2 separate regions of the Mus musculus genome follow, and region 2 is linked to region 1. Evidence: chromatin contacts called from public Hi-C data. All regions are on one chromosome and are shown on one strand. The core of a region is the stretch at or near the end of the contact, and the rest is flanking DNA. Distances in the headings are between cores, read along the strand shown. Region 1 has its middle 20 kb from the start of Sf3b5. Region 2 has its middle 31 kb from the start of Hivep2.

Region 1 (5,500 bases), core at 1,295-3,794:
TCTGCCACCCTGCTTTCTCATTCCCCTACACTAGAGCATCAAGGATGGGACCAAGGGCCTCTTTTACACTGATGCCCGACAAGGCCATCTTCTGCTACATATACAGCTGGAGCCATGGGTCACTCCATGAGTACTCCTTGGTTGGTGGTTTAGACCCCGAGAGCTCTGGTTGGCTGATATTGTTCCTAGAGAAGGACATTCTTTCATTCCTTTTCATGTATAGTGTTTTTGGCTCCAGCTTTGGAGAACAAATCAGGGTCTTGAGCAGGTTAGGCAAGTGTGCTTAACACCAACCTAAACCTTCAAACCCTAAGGGAAAGGTTGAAGGCTAACGTTACCAGGTGAAACAGATTCTACCCAAAGACTTCAGGGTCTAACATCTTCATCAGTAAGTCGGGTCAAAACAAATTCATTTTGTCCCTCTAGAACTTATTTACACACACATATGCACACACACACACGCACACACACACACACACACACACACCTCTCACAGGAGGGAGGGGATTTAGAGGCTGCAGAAGCACACAAAGGGGTGCCTGAACCCCAATGTTTGAGGCACAGGCTTCATACTGGAAGTGGTAATAAAAATCTAATATAAAAACACAGCTGATGATTGAAAAACAATACACTATAAACATTAAGTGGATTTTTGTTGTTATTTTTTGGGTTTTGGGGGATTTTGTTGTTGTAGCTTTGGCTGTCCTGGAACTCGCTCTCTAGACCACGTTGGCCATGAACTCAAGAGCCTGTCTCTGCTGGAAGGGGGTTCATCGCATGAGACTATGACTACTTTCTACATTTATTTATTCAGATTATTATATTTCTTTTTAATTAGACCTTTTGGGGCCTCTCATAGAATCTACTGATTTTTTTTTTCTGTACTTTCTTTCCTTCATTTTATTTTATGTGGTTTTGGTGTTGGGATTGAGGTCATGAGCCGTCACTCCAGGCAACATAAGGATGTATGTAGTCAACAGTATCCTGCTACTGTTAATTTCCTGACTTTAATATTCCATGGTCCTAAACAACAGCCTTCTTATTTTCAGAAAACACACACACACACACACAAAACAAAAACAGAGTTACTTGTGGTAAATATTATTGGTAAATTTGCAGGGGTCTCTGTTACAAAGTGACATAAACTACGTTGTTTAAAACTACAGAAATTCTGTTAGGGATGCGGGTTGTCTGGTAAAATGCCAGATTAGCATGGAGCCCTGGGTTCCATCCGAGCAACACAGACAATCTGGTGTGATGGTGCACACCTGCAGTACCTGAACCTGGGAGGTGACAGCAGGTGGTTAGAAGTTCAAGGCCATCCTTGTTATACAGTAATTACTTAGCTAGCCCACAGTCCTTGAGAGTCTCTCAAAAAAACCAACCAACTCCAACAACAGCAAAATCACCAAGAATCTTACTGCCTTACTATTTGTGAGGCCGGGGTCCGCAGCTTCACACTCCATCCCCGGGGAACCCCTGGCCTGCACCTTCTGTGCCCCTACTTTGCTGAAAACCTTTGTCTTTTCCTTGGGGCTACTTAATTCCAATATCTGCTTTGATGATCACATTACGCTTTTCCTGGTGTGCTGGTCTCTGTATGGTTACCCTTACAACAACTAAGTAAGTCTACAACAATGTCTTTTTACCCCTTTCTGAGGTATTAGAGATCAGGACTTTAATACATTTGTTTAGTACAGGAACAACATTCCAGCCAACAGTAAAGACCAGTTGATACGAAAGCAATCTTTGAACATGCATTTGCCTAGTAGCCAAGAAAAAAAAGAAAAAAAAGTTCTTTAAAGGGTGAACTTGGGTGCTGGGCGTGGTGGCGCACGCCTTTGATCCCAGCACTCGGGAGGCAGAGGCAGGCAGATTTCTGAGTTCGAGGCCAGCCTGGTCTACAAAGTGAGTTCTAGGACACCCAGGGCTATACAGAGAAACCCTGTCTTGAAAAAAAAAAAAAAAAAAAATGGTGAACTCAGGTGAAGGACTTAGACACAAATACTGGGTCTGTCCATTTCTGCCTGCTTCTCTGTGGGTTCTCCTGATTCTCAGCCTCACACCCAAAAATATAAATATAAACATAAATATATCTCTACCCTCCATATTTTCAGACCCTCATAATGCTTACACATTGTTATTTTCTCTTTGTATCTGGGAGCCTCATGCTCACCTCCTCCAAGGTCTCCAGCCCAGCTAACAATCTCTTGTGGTCCCTCTACTGACTTCGAAGTCAGAAAAAGCCAGATAAAGTCTTGTCTGTGGATCCAGCTGAAAGAAGTGTGAGAAGATTTAGATAGGTAATGATTTTTGTTTTCCTAAAAAGAAGAGAGAGAGAAAGAAAGAAAGATAGAAAGAAAGAAAGATGGACAGACAGAAGGAAGAAAAGAAAAATGTTCAATAAAGTACCATGAAGTATTGTCTACATTGCTAAAGTAAGTCCAAATAACCATGACTGGTTCTGGCTGGTCTAGACATGAGGGAGGTCTAAGAGAAGGAAACTGAAGCACACACACACTCTCCTCAAATAAAGTAAACAAAACCTCACAAGAGAAAGGAAGCAGAAAACAAGATTTGCTGACTCACTACCCTAGGGCTTCCAAGTTAGTCCTTAATATAGAGCAGCTGAAACCAGGAAGAAAAGTCCATGTTGCCTTGTGGTTTGCCAATGCCTCACTCCTCTCATTGGTTGGGGGAGAAGGGGAATGACCCCAGATATGATTGAAGTTAGAAGTTTGCTGTGGCTCTAAACCCTCAGGTCCCGGTATTATACAGATAGTGGATATTGCAGTGAATCTGGGTATATATGCTTCCAGGTTAACTCCAGATAAGGGATCTCCAAGGCTTCTGATTGTACAGGTGGACGCCTTTATTCTCTTTACTTGTTATCATTTCATGTGTGCCATCACTATCTAGAATGTAAAATGAGTGTATACATGAGGGTGGCCAGTCTAGCTTTCTCTGAACCCTGTCTTCCGGACAGTCCAGGCTGAGATGGAAATCAGGCTCCTCCTGTCTCAGCCTCTTGAGTGATAGGACTACAGACGTGTACAACACTTGCGGCTAAATATCAAGTTCTAACTATGAATGCCAAGGCTCTTCCTTCCCCTGGCTTAGGCTGTCAACTGCGGTTTGAAAATATTAAGTGGGAGAGGAGCCAGCAGTGAGAAGGGTTAGCACGTTGTACTTGACATCAAGCCTTGAAGACCCAAGTTCATGGTGCAAGGAGAAATTTACTCTTGCAAGCTGTCCTCCCATTCATTCATGTACACACAATTTATACATGGATAGATGAATATATTAAACATTTAGAGAGTTAAATGGTAAATCCCAGAAACAAAGAACTCATTAGTATTAAACGGATTTTACTGTGTATAATTAACGTTGGTCTATCTTATTATTATAAGTTATATTAAAAATTTGTTCTACCAAACATATAGATTAAACTTCTGTAAGTGTATATATTGAAAACATATACGAGGTTCCATTCTATCTTAGCCTCACATATCTAGTGGGCAGCTTTAAATGAACATAGATTATCAATGTATGTATATATATATATATATATATATATACATACACACACACTCACTCACACACACACAAATATGGTAATATAAGAGTATACTTGGGCACTAAACAAAGAAAGAATTTTAAAAGCAGTAAGGGAAAAAGGTCAAATAACATATAAAGGCAGGCCTATCAGAATTACACCAGACTTCTCACCAGAGACTATGAAAACTAGAAGATCCTGGGCAGATGTTATACAGACCCTAAGAGACCACAAATGCCAGCCCAGCAAAACTCTCAATTACCATAGACGGAGAAAACAAGATATTCCATGATAAAACCAAATTTACATAGTATCTTTCCACAAATCCAGCCCTATAAAGGATAATAGATGGAAAACACCAATACAAAGAGTGAAACTACACCCTAGGAGAAGCAAGAAAGTAATCTTTCAACAAACCCACACAAACATAATTCCACCTCTAACAAGAAAATTAACAGGAAGCAACAATCACTTTTCCTTAATATCTCTTACTATGAAAATTAATATTAACAACATATTCTAATTGATTGAAATTCAAAAATATGAGGAGTTAGAAATTTGTCAGTTGTCATCCCGTGGTCTCTCTAATTTGGCAATGGAAGAAATAGGTCCAATATTGTACAATCCATATACACTTTCTGCTTATTTGTACATGTCAGGGTCTTGCTGTGTGCCATATAATGGTCTTGAAATCATGCTTCTCCTATCTCAGCCTCTCTATTAGTAGGACTATTTATTTGATGTTTTTACACTATACTATGGTTTTCAGAACAGCTTACACATTTCAAAATTATTTATACAGCCAAAAGAAATGTAGACAATTAATTTGGGAGGTGGCTTGTAAAAGAACAGTAAAGAGTGAGACTGAAGGCTTTGCTTGATATTGATAATTATTGTATCAATTTTGAAGAAGATGACTTTATAAATTACTCTTATTCTGAGATGAATGCTTTTCAAAATCATCACATCCAATGAACCAGAATCTTGCCCTCACCTAACGTCTGTGCCACCCTCCAAGCAGAACCATTGCTCACTGAAACAGTTGATGAATGGCTTCATGGATAGACCATCTTACTACACACACCATTCCTTAAATGAATGTGACCTGTTCCCTGTGGGCTGAGAATGACGACAATCACTCAAGTCAAGTAGCTTTGACAGTAGCAGGAAATCTGTATCCAAAAATCGTGCCTACAATTCATTCCTTGGTGCAGCAGAACTGTCAACTCTTAGCTTAGCTACTATGGAGGTAAAATCCTTTGGTGATGAGAGGAACATTCAAGTCCAGCCTTATTACAATGAACTCCAGTGTCCAAACACTGTTCTTATTTTGTGTTTGTACCACTAGATTGTAAGCTCTATTAAAAACAAAACAAACAAACAAAAAGACTTTGTCTATTTATGTTCTTTAAAAAAGTAATAGTGATATATTATTTTAAAATATCATACAGTTAATATATTTTGAGTTATTTAAAATTTATACTGAGAAAAGCGTATGTACTTTCAGTATTGCTGTAGACAAACATCTACATAAGACTGTTCAGTTGTGTTCTATCAAACAACTTTTATAATACTCATTTTTATTGTTACAATACTTTATAAATTTTAAAGATATGATAAAAACATAAGGTATTGCAGGTTTTGATGGGGGGCTCTCTGGGAGGAGTTGGGGTACAAAAGGGAAAGAAGAATGTGATGTAAGTCTATTTACTCAAAATATGTTTTTAAATGTTAACAAATTCAGATAAATTGAAATTATGTATCTTTTCTCATCATTATGCAATAAAACTTAAATCAAAGGGAAAAAAGAGTATATTTAGGGATATATATATGGAAGATGGTCATGTTTTTATATCGACTTGATATATTGATCACTACTGACTTATATTTCTTGGGGTTTTGTTTGTTTGTAATTATGGCTGGCTGGATGTGCAATACAAACAT
Region 2 (4,907 bases), core at 447-2,946, 910 kb before region 1:
ACTAATCTATGGGTATAATGATAACTCACTACAATTGGTTTAATTCCATGTTCATTTAGCAGAATCATTGTAGTAGATTCTCCCCTAGGGCCTATGTCTTGTTTAGCCAAAAGTTCTAAGTCCCAACATTAGTACAATTGTGGATTGCAATTTAGGGAGCGGGCCTTAGATCAAAGCAGAAGTGGTTTGTTAAGCCCATTGAATTCTTGCCAGTACTGCACTGATAAACATGTCTTCCCAGGACAGTCGTTGTTGTCCCTGACAAGGTTCACAGCTGGTCAAGGAAAGTGCTGATTTCTCTTCTCTTCTGTGTCTTGTGCCTTTCGGCACCATAAAGGCTGAGCAGGAGGGACAAAACTTCCAAGTCATCACCGTCTTGACTTCTCTGTGTTCTAAAACTCAAGTATGTGGTTTGTCTTCAGGAGTTGGATCTTAACATCAAGTTCTAGGGAATAACCACAGACAATGGTAACACACTATAACATTCGTGGAGGAGGTACTATGGGACTTAACTGGCCATCAACACCAAAAGACATAACCCATTTCTGGCACTAGAATTTTTACTTACTAGCCTATGGTGTTCAGTCAAGACATGGCTGTCTCATTATAGGTATATAATTCCATAAAGATTTTTATGTGTATATATATGTATATCTTTCAGGAATCTTCTACAGTAGTAGGTTCCAATGAATTTTTAAAAATGTCTTTAGTGTCAGTTATCCTTCTCAGAATCCCCTCCTCTAACATTCCTTCCTACCTCTCTTCCCAATTAACCCCTCTTATTCCATTATTCTCCATTAAATCTTTATTTTTCTGCATTCTAGCTCTCCTTTCTTGAAAGACCACTCATTATTAATTTCCTGAAGATGGGATTTGCAAATGAAAAAAATACCTATCTAAAGAGTACAAAGTTAACATCCCCCCCACCCCGCCCCGTGAGAGCAGGCATACAAGCCTTATCTTTGTGGATACAGGTTATGGCACTTGGAAAGAAGTTTCCATCTTCATGCGTTTAATTTCAGATTTCATGTTTTATTTGTCTTAACAGCTAAATGACATCCAATTGTGTAAATACAGAACATTTCCATTATCTATTCATCAGTTGGCAGACATCTAAGCTATTTATATTCCCTAGCTATTGTGAACAAAACAGCAATAAGTGTGGATACACATGGATCTCTATGCTAGAAGATAGAGTTGGTTAGATATCCTGATACTGAAGGCATGAATACTAACAATCCACAAATGAGATCTCATAAAACTAAAAAGTTTCTGCACAGCAAAGGACACCATTATTGGAGTAAATACAAAATGGCAAATACAACATACAAAATGTTAAAAGTTATGTATGAGCTATACATATGGCAGATGGTTAATATCTAGAGTATCCAAAGAACTCAGAAAAATTAAACACCAAAACAAACAACCCACTTTTAAAATGGGGCATGAAACCAAACAGATAGTCCTCAAATGAAATACAAATGGTTGAGAAACATTTTTTTAAATGCTCCTCACTCTTTAGCTCTCATGGAAATGCAAATTAAAACTACTTTGAGATTTCATCTTACCCCAATCAGAATGGTTAGGATCACAAGTACACATGAGAAATGCTGAAATGAATGTGGGGAAAGAGGAACACTTATTCACTGCTGGGGGCGTGGGGGGAGTGCAGACTGATGCAGCAGCTATGGAAATCAGCATGTGGAGGTTCCTCAAAAAGCTGGAAATAGATCTGCCACACAATCCAGCTGTACCACTCTCAGGCACATACTCACTGTACATTTTCTTACGTATAAATAATTTGAAGTACTCTTTTGGTTGATGATATTAATTAACCAGCTTGCTGTTGACATCTTTGTTATAAAAAAATATGCCATTAGCTGCATTGTTTTCTATCAGTGTCAGGATTGTGTAACAAATCTGCAATAAAATTTCCAGCGAGGTCTTGTGGTATACTTGCATGAATAATCACAGCAAAGAACAACCAGTTCATGAAATGCTCTTTCTCATGAATTATTACTTGCTCCGTCGTCTGAAAATGCTTCCGTTTGACTTACATGCTACTATCAGAAAAATATCTATGAAAATTAAAATGAAGCATTTATGGCTGATCAACTTTTTGAATAACATCTTAATATTTTCTTTTCTTTTTCATGTATTTGAATAGATAGTTTAGAACTGTGAATGTTCAGTGTGCAGTTTTAAAGTCTTCAATTACATTAGTTAAGGCAAACCTGGATAAAATACTTTTGTTAGCATTTTTAAAAATCAAGCTATACTCAGCTATTAAAAACAATGAATTCATGAAATTTTTAGACAAATGGGTGGATCTGGAGGATATCATCCTAAGTGTGGTAATCCAATCACAAAAGAACTCACATGATACACATGCACTGAAAAGTGCATATTAGCCCAGAAGCTCAGAATACCCAAGATACAATTTGCAAAACACATGAAACTCAAGAATAAGGATGACCAAAGTGTGCATACTTTGATCCTTCTTAGAAGGGGGTAACAAAATACTCATGGAAAGAGTTACAGAGACAAAGTTCAGAGCAGAGACTGAAGGAATGAACATCCAGAGACTGCCCCACCTGGGGATCCATCCTATAAACAACCACCAAACCCAGACACTATTGCAGATGCCAACAAGAGCTTGCTAACAGGAGCCTGATATAGCTGCCTCCTGAGAGGCTCTGCCAGTGCCTGACTAATACAGAAGTGGATGCTCACAGTTATCCATTGGACAGAGTACAGGGTCCCCAATGAAAGAGCCAAAAGAAATACCCAGGGAGCTGAAGGGGACTGAAGCCCCATAGGAGGAACATCAATATGAACTAACCTGTACCCCCAGAGCTCCCTGGGACTAAACCACCAAAGAAAACACTTGGAGGGACTCGTGGCTCTAACTGCATAGGTAGCAAAGGATGGCCTAGTCAGTCATCAATGGGAGGAGAGGCCCTTGGTCCTATGAAGGTTCTATGCCCCAGTATAGGGAAATGCCAGGACCAGGAAGTGGGAGTGGATGGGTTGCGGAGCACGGGGAGGTGGGGAGAGGATAGGAGATTTTCGGAGGGGAAACTAGAAAAGGGGATAGCATTTGAAATGTCAATAAGGAAAATATCTAATAGAAATATCTTTAAAAATTGAGCTATAACGTACATTTAATAAAACATGTCACTGTACATTTTACAATGTACAAGTCTTAAACTTGATAAGTTTTGAATAAGGCCTTGTAACCATCACCTAAAGCAAGAAGGAAAACATTTCCCCAGCCCTCAAAACTTTTTGGGCAATTCTTTCATCTACCCCATACCCTGAGCAGACACTTCATGATTTCGGTCACCATAAAACATTTTCCTTGCACTTTACTGTAATTCTACAGTAAATAATCATTTGTGTTCCCTGACTTGTTTAGAATGATTGGAGGAACAACCATGTTGTTGTATGTATTGGTCATTTGCTCTGTTTTATTACTAAGTCTAGTTGCATCGTATAAACATACTACAATTTGTGTATCCATTCTCCTAATGATGGGCATTTGTGTTCTTTCCATTTGGGGCTATAATAAATAAGATTGTGTTGGACATTCTTGTGTAAAGCACTGTGAGAAGGTATGTGTTCATTTCTTCTGGGTAAGTACCTGAAAATAAAATTGCTTATCAAAAGATAGACACAAGTCAAGTTTTGTTAGAAACAAGGTCTCTGTATTTTAATATTCCATCTATAAGGAAAAGAAAAAACCAAAGCATCAATTGTTGCATCATACCAAGAGTGGCCAATGAATTAAGAGTTCCATAAAAACAATTTTAGGGGCGGGGACCACAGCCCAGTGATGGAGCACTTGCTTGGTATACATAGACAACGCCCAGTATTTAATGCCAGTATCACATTCTCTCTGTCTCTGTCTCTCTCTCTTTATCTTCTGTCTTACACACAACCTCTGTCCTAAGCCATCATGACAAATGCGCTACTCTTCACGGAATGTATGACTCTTCCTCTTTCTTGTCCCTTTCCAACAAAGCCACTTCCTCCAGATGGCTGCTGCTCTCTATTCCTTTAAATGCCCTATCTAACCTAATAGATCCCCCGTAGGAGACTTTTATACCACCTTCCTCTGATCCTCATCAGCCTGAATTACGCGGTTTTTTTTTTCTTCTGTGTTGCTATAGAAACCTGTACTTTCCCCTATATTGTTTGGCTATTTGTCCACTTAGTTAATTAGGCTCTAAATAATTCTTTAATTATTTTGTGTATATATGTGCTGTGCTTGTATGTGTGAATGTGCACAACATGCATACCTGGTGCCTGCTGAGGTTAAAAGAAGGTGTTGTATCACCTGACGGTGCAGTTACAGATGGTTCTGAGCTATAATGTGGATGCTGGGAATCGACCCTGCATCTTCTGCAAAAGCAACAAGTGCTCTTAACCAATAATCCAACTCTCTATAGCACTCCCTGGCCCCCAATCTAATATAGGCTTCTCACAGTTGAGTGCTTCCCACAGAAGCTAACACCTAGCAAAGTTCTTGACTTGGAGTAGGTACTTAACAAATATCAGCTAAATCAAAGAATGGATACTTCAGCAGGTTTGATGTTGTTGTTATAGGGTAGAGCAAGTTATTTTTATCCTTCACATTTTTCAGGGAAAAGTAGTTCATAGAAATAGATGTCTAGAGTTCAGATCCTGGGCTTATGGGGAAAAAATGGGGTGGGTCCCATAGCCTATTAGTAACTGTTGACAGTTTGGAATTCAGTAACCTTTGAGGAAAAGGTGCCATTTTAAAAAGCAATAGGAGAGATAGAAAGAAAGTCACACTGCAGATCACAAACTACAGCAGGTCACTTTTAACTCTTTGTGGAAGAGCTAGAAGTAAGAGTTGTACTGAAAGCTAACTCAAGGGTTTG

What was found. A called contact is a pair of places that touch in the nucleus more often than the background predicts.
Region 2: a contact with region 1 is called in a Hi-C map of bone marrow-derived macrophages, with 10 read pairs. The contact joins two enhancer-like sites. A contact is called at or near these places in 3 of 39 promoter capture datasets (hippocampal neurons and liver), 1 of 484 Hi-C or Micro-C datasets (bone marrow-derived macrophages), 1 of 115 datasets of contacts at active chromatin or transcription factors (embryonic stem cells) and 1 of 9 other capture datasets (embryonic stem cells).

Annotation. Positions count from the first base shown.
Region 1 is chr10:13,025,490-13,030,989 of GRCm38.p6, reverse strand. No RefSeq gene overlaps it. Among named protein-coding and RNA genes, the nearest start is that of Sf3b5, 20 kb to the right of the region's middle. Within about 2 kb of position 2,544, at least 14 of the 459 cell types and tissues checked have an H3K27ac peak or open chromatin away from gene starts, as enhancers often do. A contact at or near this core is called in bone marrow-derived macrophages, where this site is marked.
Region 2 is chr10:13,932,615-13,937,521 of GRCm38.p6, reverse strand. No RefSeq gene overlaps it. Among named protein-coding and RNA genes, the nearest start is that of Hivep2, 31 kb to the left of the region's middle. Within about 2 kb of position 1,696, at least 3 of the 459 cell types and tissues checked have an H3K27ac peak or open chromatin away from gene starts, as enhancers often do. A contact at or near this core is called in bone marrow-derived macrophages, where this site is marked.